Regions from separate parts of the Mus musculus genome. Here region 2 is linked to region 1. The links are chromatin contacts, called in public promoter capture Hi-C maps. All regions are on one chromosome and are shown on one strand. Each heading gives the region's core, a stretch centred on a gene start, on an enhancer-like site or on the middle of the called end of the contact. The rest is flanking DNA. Distances are from core to core; before and after follow the strand shown. Region 1 holds the start of Cadps2 (Ca2+-dependent activator protein for secretion 2). Region 2 holds the start of Slc13a1 (solute carrier family 13 (sodium/sulfate symporters), member 1).

Region 1 (5,002 bases), core at 992-3,491:
AGCACATACGGATGGATGGCCCTGGGTAGGAGTGGAATCCCAGGCTCACCATACACCCCAAGAGACTCACCCTTCACCTGAAGGGTTGCAACTTCAGCCATGCCAAGTGGCTCTTACTGGGAAATGCTACCCTGACCCACTTCTCTCCGATAGCAAGAGGAGACTGCCTAGAGCTAGTTAGGTCTCTATCTGCCCACTGTCCTATGAGCTAGAAGGCTGGGCTACCTGAGGAGCTTCTGTGATTAGCCTTCAGTAGTAAAGAAATGTCCCCAAACCACTCAAGAGAATGATCGTTCCAGAATAGCTGCTCAGTTGGCTCTGATTTTGTGAAGTTGGGAAGAACACTTAAGAGCTATCCTCTTGGAAATTTTTATACAGTATCGTTCACCTCAGGCAAACTCACAGTTGTCCACCTCTCCCTAAACTCAAGATGTTGCATTCAGTAGCTACGCACAGCTTTTTTACATGTCGGACTTTAAAAAAAAGATGAAATATTGAACGAACAAACGTGAATAGGACGGTTTTGGTAGGATGCATGATGGGAAACTGCTTCCTCTGGTCTACAGTTTTATTTTAAAAGTCAATTCAAAAGGTTGCCAAATTTCTAAAAGAAAGGTCTCACATGCAGGAGTTACTATTTCAGGACAGTGATGAAGGACTGTATATGTAGGTATGCTCTGGGCAATCCCCACCCGCGCCACAAGCGGAAGGGACTGTTACAGATTTCTTCAGAGCATTTCAGGCTCAGTATTTATTCCACTAAAGGGTTTCCCTGACTATTAAGGGTTTCTATTCTACACATTTACCCAATTAAGGTGATTGAAGTTGTTCCTTTTGTGTATGGTACAGAATATCAGATTTCTGGGGTCCCGTTTTAAAACAACTAAGGGAGACATTTTATCTGACAGAACTTCTGTAAATCTTTAGGGAAGGAGCCATAAGCAAAGCATTAGCTAGTCCTTCACCTGTCATTAACAGTGGACTTCATTAAGCCTGCCATGGCCTAGAATTACTCATAGCCTCTCTGGATGCATAGCTTCCTCGCTGTTTGCATGTCATGCCCTGATTGTTTAGCCACACAGAAAACTTAGCAATATAACTTTGCTTTTAATTCACCAAGAAAATGTCTAGTCCCTTGCCCTAGTGGAGATTTCTCTGTTATGGGAAAGTATCCGTGTTCCACCTGCTTCATCTAGCTACACACTCAGTCTGTCTTAAGGGCAAAGCCCAGCTCATACACCCCACAGCAGCCCAAATTAAAGTTGTTGCGAGTTGTATTCTAACCCTGTCCCAACCTAATCTGCCCAGGTTTAATTACTGCAGGACCTGCAAGGTGGGATCAGCTGATCAGTCCATGTCTTGGGGATGGTGAGGTGCAGCTGCCAGCTCCTGCCAGTTCAGGCCAGCTCTGGTTAGCTCCGGCTGGGGTTAAAGACCTAAGCACTCCAACCTGTCCCAGACACCCCTCAAAGACCTACTAAAATAGTGTCCAGCCCTTCGCAGAAGGACGGCAGCAGGTGCCCTGAACTCTCCCAGGAGAAAGCCCCCGGGGGCGGGAGGATGAGAGGGGTAAGTGGCCGCGGGAGGCTCCCAGTCCCGCCGCCACTCACCTTCTGCTGCCTCCGGGCCATGTCGGTGGGCTGCTTGGCGTTGAATGGGTACGCGATGCACCTCACCACGAAGACGTAGAGCTGCAGGCGGATGCGCCGCTCCTGCTCCTCGTCCAGCTGCAGCTCGGGCTCATTTCGCCCCTCGCTGAGTACCGAGGGGCTCGGGCTCACGGGTCTGGCCGCTCCGCCGCCGCTGCCACCACCGGAGCGTCCCGGCGCGTCCCGCCGCCCTTCCCGAGCCGCGGCCGGCGGCGCTCGCTGGGAGACGCCCGGCGCCACCAACACCTCGCGGCTCTCCTCCTCCAGCCCCTCGTCCGACTCCTCCTCGCTGGAAGACGGGTCGAGCATGGTGCTGGCTGGGACGCCTGGGCTTGGCCCGCGATCCCTGGGGCTTCTCGCCGAGCGCAGCTGTCCCCGCGGGTCCGCGGGAACCTAGGTCGGTGCGCCGCGGCCGCAGAACGAAAGGGAAAGTGGCCCGGGCTTTCCGGACACGTCGAGTTCGGCGCCCGAGTGTTTGCCGCGGCCAGGACGCGGGGCGGGCGAGCGGAGCGGCGGGAGGCGAGAGGCGGAGTTAGCGCGGGGGCGCTCGGGGCGCCCGGGGACCGCGCGCCCAGCCTCGGGCGTCCAGCCCGCGCGCGCGCCCAGCCCCGCCGCCGACCCCCGCCGCCCGCGCAGGTGAGGAACCTGTGGCGCCTCCCGAGCAACACGTGGAACGGAATGTCGAGGAGCGGACGCGGGGACGCGAAGTGCGCGTGCGCGCGCCGCCGCGCCCGCCACCGCCTGGACCGGGCGGCGGGTGTGCCGGGCGCCCCGGAGCGCGCAGTTTGCAGAGGGCGGGTGATGCCGAGCCCAGACGAGCACAGACGACCCCGGGCCACCATGCACCCAGTAGTCCTGCAGGCTTTCTGTAGGGGTGGCGGCGGGATAGGGACGGGGAACAAACACAGTCTCCAAGAGAGAGCTCCGGACAGTGCTGGGACCTGATTTGTGAAACCTGAGTGCTGAAAAGTGGGACCGGCTGCCTTCCCCTCGAAGTATTATTCTTTCTAGGAGACTTGAAAAAAGTCTCTCTCCCTTCGTTGCAGTGGGACACTCTCCAAGAAGTCCAAATTGTAATCGTCACAGCACGGGCATTAAAAGAAAAGTTGGCGCAGCGGCCGGTCCGGTCCGGGGTGGGGTGGGGTCTTTTAAACTGGTAGGTATTCCTGTTGTTTCCGGCAAACCCGCGAGCAAATTAGATTTTACGTTTGAAAAATGAAACTCTGACAAACACAGCTCAGTTGTTTCCTATGTTGAGATAGAACTGACTCAAACAAAACAGGTTGTTTTGGGTGGACAGACATTCAACAAACACCCGAGAGAAGGCCGGTGTCCAGCATTGTTAGCTTATGACAGAGGCACAAGCGAGGGCACACAACACAAAGTCGCTCTCTTTCCTGGCCTCAAGTGGGCGTCTCATAGCGGCACCTGAAGGCTGAATTATCTGCGCCGATTTTCTCGATGCTAGAACTGCCTCGCAGTTTCTTTTGCCATTCTGTAACTTCTGTCCTGAGCTCAGACAGAAGGGGAAATGCACAAAACAGGCATTCAACACATGGAACAGTGTGCGGTGGCATTCCAGCAAGGAGGATGCAGATCTCCAGGGAATTAACAGGACAAATTAAGCACCCACCAGCCCTGAGCTTCTCTGTCCCAGGGCCAAGCCGCAGTTTAAACTTTTCCAGGCCATTTGGTGGTTAGATACACAAAAACACTTTCCTTCTGCATCTACTGATGCTGTCCCTCAATGGAGAAAAAAGAGGGCATTTACTCCTAGGGAGCCTTCTCCATTAGTTAATCCTTGATTTTGGTCCCTTAGTAATAAAAAATGTTTCATGCCTACTAGCTGATGGTCAATGGTAAGGAAAAAATATATATATATGTGTGTGTGTGTGTGTGTGTGTGTGTGTGTGTGTGTGTACATATATTAAAATTGATGTATTTGAAGACTTTTTGCAAAACTCTGTGAGAGTATTTATCCAAAGTGATTATCAAAGTAACCTCCTAAGGCAGATAGGTGACATTATTAACGACACTATTTTTTTTTATATTTTATTTTTGGAGGAGGGAGATTTTCGAGACAGGGTTTCTCTGTATAGCCCTGGCTGTCCTGGAACTCACTCTGTAGACCAGGCTGGCCTTGAACCCAGAAATCTGCCTGCCCCTGCCTCCCAAGTGCTGGGGTTAAAGGCATGCGCCACAACTGCCTGGTTAGGTGGCACTATTCTGATGATTGCCCTTTGTACCAGATTTTGCTCTAAACTCTACAAGCATTACCTCCACTATTTATTTTCAGTTCTACAGTACACATATGGAACCTGAGGCTACAGCACCAGCCCCTGATGGACTCCCCATGGGCTCTCATTTCTAGGAGCAGTCTTTTCTGTTGTAATTTCTCTTGATTGTAAATCAGTACATTAAAATGTAGTGTTGATTAAGCTGGGGATACAATTCTGAAAGGCATAAGAGTGCTGGTTTAATCAGTCGTTCCTTTCTTTACTTTCTTTCCAGAGTATCTTTCAGTTTTATTAGTCACTACTACTATTACTTGGTGTGACAGCTGAGTACTTTCTCTCCATTTGATGCTTATTTTTTTCCTGTGAAAAATTATTAGAACTCGAAGATCCCCAAGCTTTGGAGATCCCACAGAAAAGCATGTAGTAGTCTTTTCTCCAAGAAGATGAAAATAAAAGGCATAATTTAAATATTCAAAAACAAGTCAGAAAGGAAGGAAAAAGAGTAAAAGAACAAATGAAGGCACAGATTTCAGTCCATAAAATATTGTACAGGTAGAATCTATTGATAGGCAGTTATAGCTTAAGATTTATAAGATGAGTAAAATCTGGTGCTAGATTTTTGTGGTGGTTTGAATGAGAATGACCCCCCCCCCCCCGCCATCGGTCCATAAACTTGAATATTTTGTCTCCCGTTGGAACTATTTGAGAAGAATTAGGAAACTTGGCCTTGTTGGAGACAGTGTGAAATTGAGTATGGGCATTAAGGTATCAAAGGCTGATTCCCAACGTAGCTCTCTGTGTCTCCTGCTTATGGATCAGGATGCAAACTCTCAGCTACTGCTCCAGTGCCATGTCTGCTGGCAGCCATGTTTCCCGCCATGATGGCCACGGACTCACCCTCTGAACTGTAAGCCCCTAATAAACTCTTTCTTCTAGAAGTGGCCGTGGTCAGGGTGTCTCTTCACAGCAATAGAAAAATAGCTAAGCCAGCAAAGGAGTTCTATGTTGATGCTTTGATGGCTGTTTTGAAAAACCACAGACGTAGGGTGGACACATTGTCCCTTCCCTGGTTCTTGGGTTCTGTTTGAGAGGCATTCCCTGCTTTCCAGAGAAAGG
Region 2 (5,002 bases), core at 1,320-3,819, 330 kb after region 1:
TCTCTGAGGAGCCCTTTGTGGAGGACACATTTTTGGCTGGAGATGGAATTGAGATAGGAGACAAGGCCAGACTCTGAAAGCATCAGTAACCAGTGGAAATCCCCCACTTGTTGGTTCTGTGTCACATACATTCATTGTTTTTTTAAAAGACAAGTTTGATTTTTCATTTTGCTTGAATTCCTCTGTTACCTCATTGCTGTGTCTACAAGTGCAGGTTTCCTTGATTCAGTAACAAAGATGGTAACCATAAATTGATGTATATCCTTGCAGATGTAAGCCTCTATCAAATATTATACCTTCTTTTCTGCCTTCATTGCAAGAGTTAAATAATGTTCTCTTAAGCTTACTTAGTAGTTGGTTAATGGTAAAATTTCTATTCAAATTTGCCAAAGATAAAATAAAATAAAATAAAATTCTGTTATGGTGTTATGGATTTTTTCCTCATTAAAATTAATTGAATTTTAACAAGTGAATTGATTAGAATGAAGCAAAAGGGACACACATTCATAAGTACAACTTGATACCAGACTCCTTGCTTTGTACTCAATGTACTTGCGCTAATGTGAAGACGTAATATACGTTTACCATTGCATGTTTGGGAAAGGAAAATCAATAAGTGAATATCTTAGCAATGATACACTTTCCTGGTGGTGAATCATGAACTCATATCATTGCTTTTTTACTTATGTATTTGTTTCATTTCTCAGTGAGCTTGTATTTTTTTTCCTCTAAAATTATGCATAATAATTAGAGTGCGATGCATCTGTACATCAGTGGAGCAGTACGGCTGATGTGTGTTCATGACATAGGATTCATTTATGTATTTAATCCTATGGAGTTTAATTTCATGTATTCCCTGAAATAAGTAAGAGCCCATGTTGAGACTAAGGCAGGAATGTTAAAATATGGTAAGCATCCATGTATGAATCAAAATGTGCCTGGGAGAAAATTCTGATCTATGTGCAGATTCATATGATCAGGGAGCTTGTAAAGAAGTTATTGTGCATAATAGATGAAGTAACAGACCTAGAAATGGTGAGAGGAGGAGCTGTATTGGAACCCTGTATGTACGAGTCAATTCTGTTATCTGGTCCATGCACCAGGGTCACATAGCTGCCTAGTCTCCTGGGTGGGAATCAAGTGCAGAAAGCTACAGTAAGATGAAATCTGGCTGAGCATTCTATTACTGCACGTGAATTTCCTTCAGGGATTTTCCAGTTAGGTGGCTAAGACTTCTGCGGGAAGCTAGGGTACCCAATGTACCGTAATTATTCTATTTTATTAATACAACAGTACTAATGGCTAAAGAGCATCAGCTGGGTTCTCTTCTACTGAGTGGAGGGACTGCACGCCTAGGGAGGGTAAGAATTCCCCTAGCTGTATAGGCAGCACATGAAGGGAGACTAGGAAAACCCCGCTCTGTTTGGTGAGTAATGACTCATCTAGTGCTCACAACAAGCCTGCCATGATCCCGCTCTTCTGAGAAAGCAGAAGTACAGGAAGGTTACGTAAGTTGCTCAGGTCACACAGCTTGCAAATGCTAACTATGGCATCTCAAGCAGGGAGCCTGTCTCTAGCACCTGTTCTGCTATCACCAGCTCACACTTCTACAGTCCTAATACAAAGGCGCTCACTGAGTGTTTGCTTGTTCAGACCACATCACCAAAACGTGGAAAATTCACTGAGCTTAATAGTCTGGGCTTAATAGACTGATTCTTTTCAAAAGGAAACTGAAAGATATTTGTAAGTATGCCAACATATGTACACGAAAATCTGAAGTGAGCAAAGCGATGACTTACTACATTTTCTGATTAACCTGGAACATAACTTCACAACTTTGATGTCTCTGTTCCAGAAGGAAATTAAATTTCTGGGAAGTTTTGTGGCTGACTCTAAGCCACAGAGCTGACAGCTCTGTAAGTATCTCTAGACCTTACTTTGCCAATTGTTCTGTCTAGGGCTGTGTAACCTGCAAGCCCTTGGGGCTCCTGCATCCTAGAATAACAATGACTACAACACAACATATTTGTAGCTGACAACAACATCATATCACAATGTCACAAAGCTGGGTATCCCTGCGAGTCCTTTATATAGAAATATATAATTGCTTATTCCTGGGGGAAGAGATCGTTACCCATGATGCTCCCTGGAGGCTGAGAACTTGAGAGATCTAAAGGGTTATGTTTCTTTTGTTCTTTCTTTCATCTAGTTGATAGGTGGAGAACAAATCTCATTGATTATTATGTCTAGTTATTCCACTTAATAATGACCAGATGAAAATAATACCAACCATTAAAAATGAAGAAAACAGGCAAGTACAATGTATAAACAAGCAGAAAGTATTACCATTCCTTCAACTTTGAGCCAGACCATGATCAACATCGAAGGACAACCCATGGCACAGCCCAAGCCATGTGCCTGTGTGTGCTCCAAGCTTGCTTACCTTGGTGCGGATGATGAGAGGGAGTGGCAAGAAAACCAAAATAGTGAAAACCACAAGGAGAAAGCGGCGATAGACCAAAGCATAATTGAGGAGCTTCATTGTCCTGAGCAGGTGCCTTCAACAGTATCCTCCTCACACTCAGGCAGATGTTAAATAACCAGCCTGGATTAATATTTCTCTACCTCACCATCTTTACTTACCGCCTCAGACAGACCAATGTTAGTTAAAATTAAATCTCAGTTTTATTGTTTTACTATCACAATTTAAAGAAAGAGATAAGCCCAAGAGTACTTAAGGACTCAAAGACCATTTGCTTATGTGATTTATAAAAAGTAATACAGATTCTCTCTCTTTCTCTCTCTCTCTCTCTCTCTCTCTCTCTCTCTCTCTCTCCTGTTCCTCCGTTTTCTCTTCCTTCCTTCCTTCCTTCCTTCCTTCCTTCCTTTCTTTCTTTCTTTCTTTCTTTCTTTCTTTCTCTCTCTCTCTTTTTCTTTCTTCCTCTCTTCCTCTCTTTCTCTTTCTATCTTTCTTTCTTGGTGCACAATAATTGGGCTATAGCCTTGAAAGACCAGGAGAAGGTAAGATCAGATCATGAATGAAATTAACTGACTTTGTTCACACTTAATCCCCTCTGCCCCTTTTGATGAACCCTGGCTTCTTCTAGCTGAAATTGTCAGCACTATTGTGATACCCCCAGTATTTCAGCACAGACTGTGTCCAGAGTCCTATCTAAGAAAGTATACTTCACTGTCTAAGGTGTAATAGCAGCTCCAAGTGCATGGATTTCAGTGCAGGGGAGTGGATAAAAGAGGATGTTTGATACTGATGGCTTTTCCTGGGGCTTCTTGGGTTGTGGACTTGAGTCAGCATTCTGAAAAATTGATGGCAATTTTTCCTTTTACTTTAAAAGCAAAGTACATTGTGTCTTTTAGAGATCTTAATACCTTTTCTTGGTAGGAAACAAAAAGTGAACCTTATATAAACATTCTCCTTTAGGAACTTTATGCATTTGAAATGATATTATTGTACTGATATTAGTTACATAATTATCAAGGGAATTGTACAGAGATAAATCAGGAAGGTCACTCGAGGGCTGTGTGTGCATGTGTGCTTGCATGAGAGCCATCATGTGTGTATGTAGGTAAAGATGAAAAATGTTACAATATAGAGAAGGTGTGGCTAGGGATTGTCTTGTGTGTTGTAAAATATGAATTGCCCACAAAAGCTCAAGTTAGCAACTTTGAACTCATCCTTAGGTGTTAACAAAGCACCCCACCAGAGCTCCTGAACTTTATAGTAAATTCCTCTTGACACAGACTTCACTATTATATAACATATGGTTATCATTTAGATGTGACTTCTAATTCCATATTAGTGTTGACTCTGCTTTATTTTTGTGCCAAGGAAAACTATTCCTTTCAATAATAGCCCCTGAGTTAGTGTGAATAAGTATTTTCCCCTTTAAAATGATAAATTTCCAGGCAACTTATACACAGTGATTCAGGAAAACAAGAGAGGTAAATAGAAAAGAGTTTCTGAATAATAATGGTTCATTACATAAAACAAATTCACAGATGAAAGAAAGGGTGATTGCCATCTGAATAACAATAGAAATATAATAATGACTACCCACAAAGCAGCAATAATAAAGACTATTAAGAAGAGATTAAAGGAACTGAGCTGCTCAGAATTATTCTTATTTTTCCCCAATAATACCCTGAATAGTTCATCACGTGCTCTTCCTTTTTTTCTAGTTTTTGAAGGAAACACTTTAGCTCTCGGATTTTCTTAGGCCGCCTGCTGTGACCATTTGAACTTCACTTTCTCATCTCGGAGGACATCACTTTGTGAAATGATATCAAAAAATGGAAAGGCATTTATGTGCCACTTAACAGAAGTGAAGACCTATGCATAGTGTCAGGTAGGTGACATGTCAGACAGAAGCCAAACAAGAGCACTTGATGCTTGCCCATGCCTCTGCTCTCTTATGGCGACCGTTTCTCCCCATAGGAAGGTCCTCAGGACCCTCATTCTGTGACCTGGAACTACAGCTGGACCTGTCTTCTGTGGGCGCCTGCACAAGAAGTTTCATCCCATAATTCCAAAATGCCCACCCTCAGCCACACAGCCATTCTCCTAACTTCAGCCATACTCTCTTGCTGTCAGAGAGAGAAGAGATCTGACAAAGTAATTAGGATTAGTAGGCGATAAATGTCACTCAGGACTCACCAGGGAATGAAACGCCAAGCTATTTGGAGCTTCTAGAGAACATACCTCAAGACACTCTGCAAATTGCACCCTGTTGTTAGCCAGTTTCAAGGCAAAGACAGGTTAGTTCACTGGGTCGAATTTTAACTTTCTTATGCAGAGAAACTAAACGTCTTGTGGCATGCTGTAGTTGCTTTAATGTATAATTGTGCTAGATATGAAATAAGTTGTAACAACAGGCGATTGTCAGTTAATTTAAAACTCATTTTGTTCAAATTTTTTTTTTAAAAATTACTAATGCTGTTGCCTTGCACACCATCTTCTACTGTGCACTAGGGATTTTACAGTCTC

The links. Promoter capture Hi-C pulls out the DNA fragments that hold promoters and counts their contacts.
Region 2: a promoter capture Hi-C map of hippocampal neurons shows a contact between it and region 1, with 2.5 times the contacts expected there. The contact joins the promoter of Slc13a1 here to the promoter of Cadps2 in region 1. A contact is called at or near these places in 8 of 39 promoter capture datasets (the 3T3-L1 cell line, cranial neural crest, frontonasal cranial neural crest and 4 more) and 1 of 484 Hi-C or Micro-C datasets (brain).

What each region holds. Positions count from the first base shown.
Region 1 is chr6:23,837,180-23,842,181 of GRCm38.p6, forward strand. Cadps2 (Ca2+-dependent activator protein for secretion 2) reads right to left here and starts at 2,242. Exons shown (of 30, transcript NM_153163.4): 1 at 1,611-2,242. The coding sequence starts at 1,958.
Region 2 is chr6:24,165,523-24,170,524 of GRCm38.p6, forward strand. Slc13a1 (solute carrier family 13 (sodium/sulfate symporters), member 1) reads right to left here and starts at 2,570. Exons shown (of 15, transcript NM_019481.2): 1 at 2,444-2,570. The coding sequence starts at 2,542.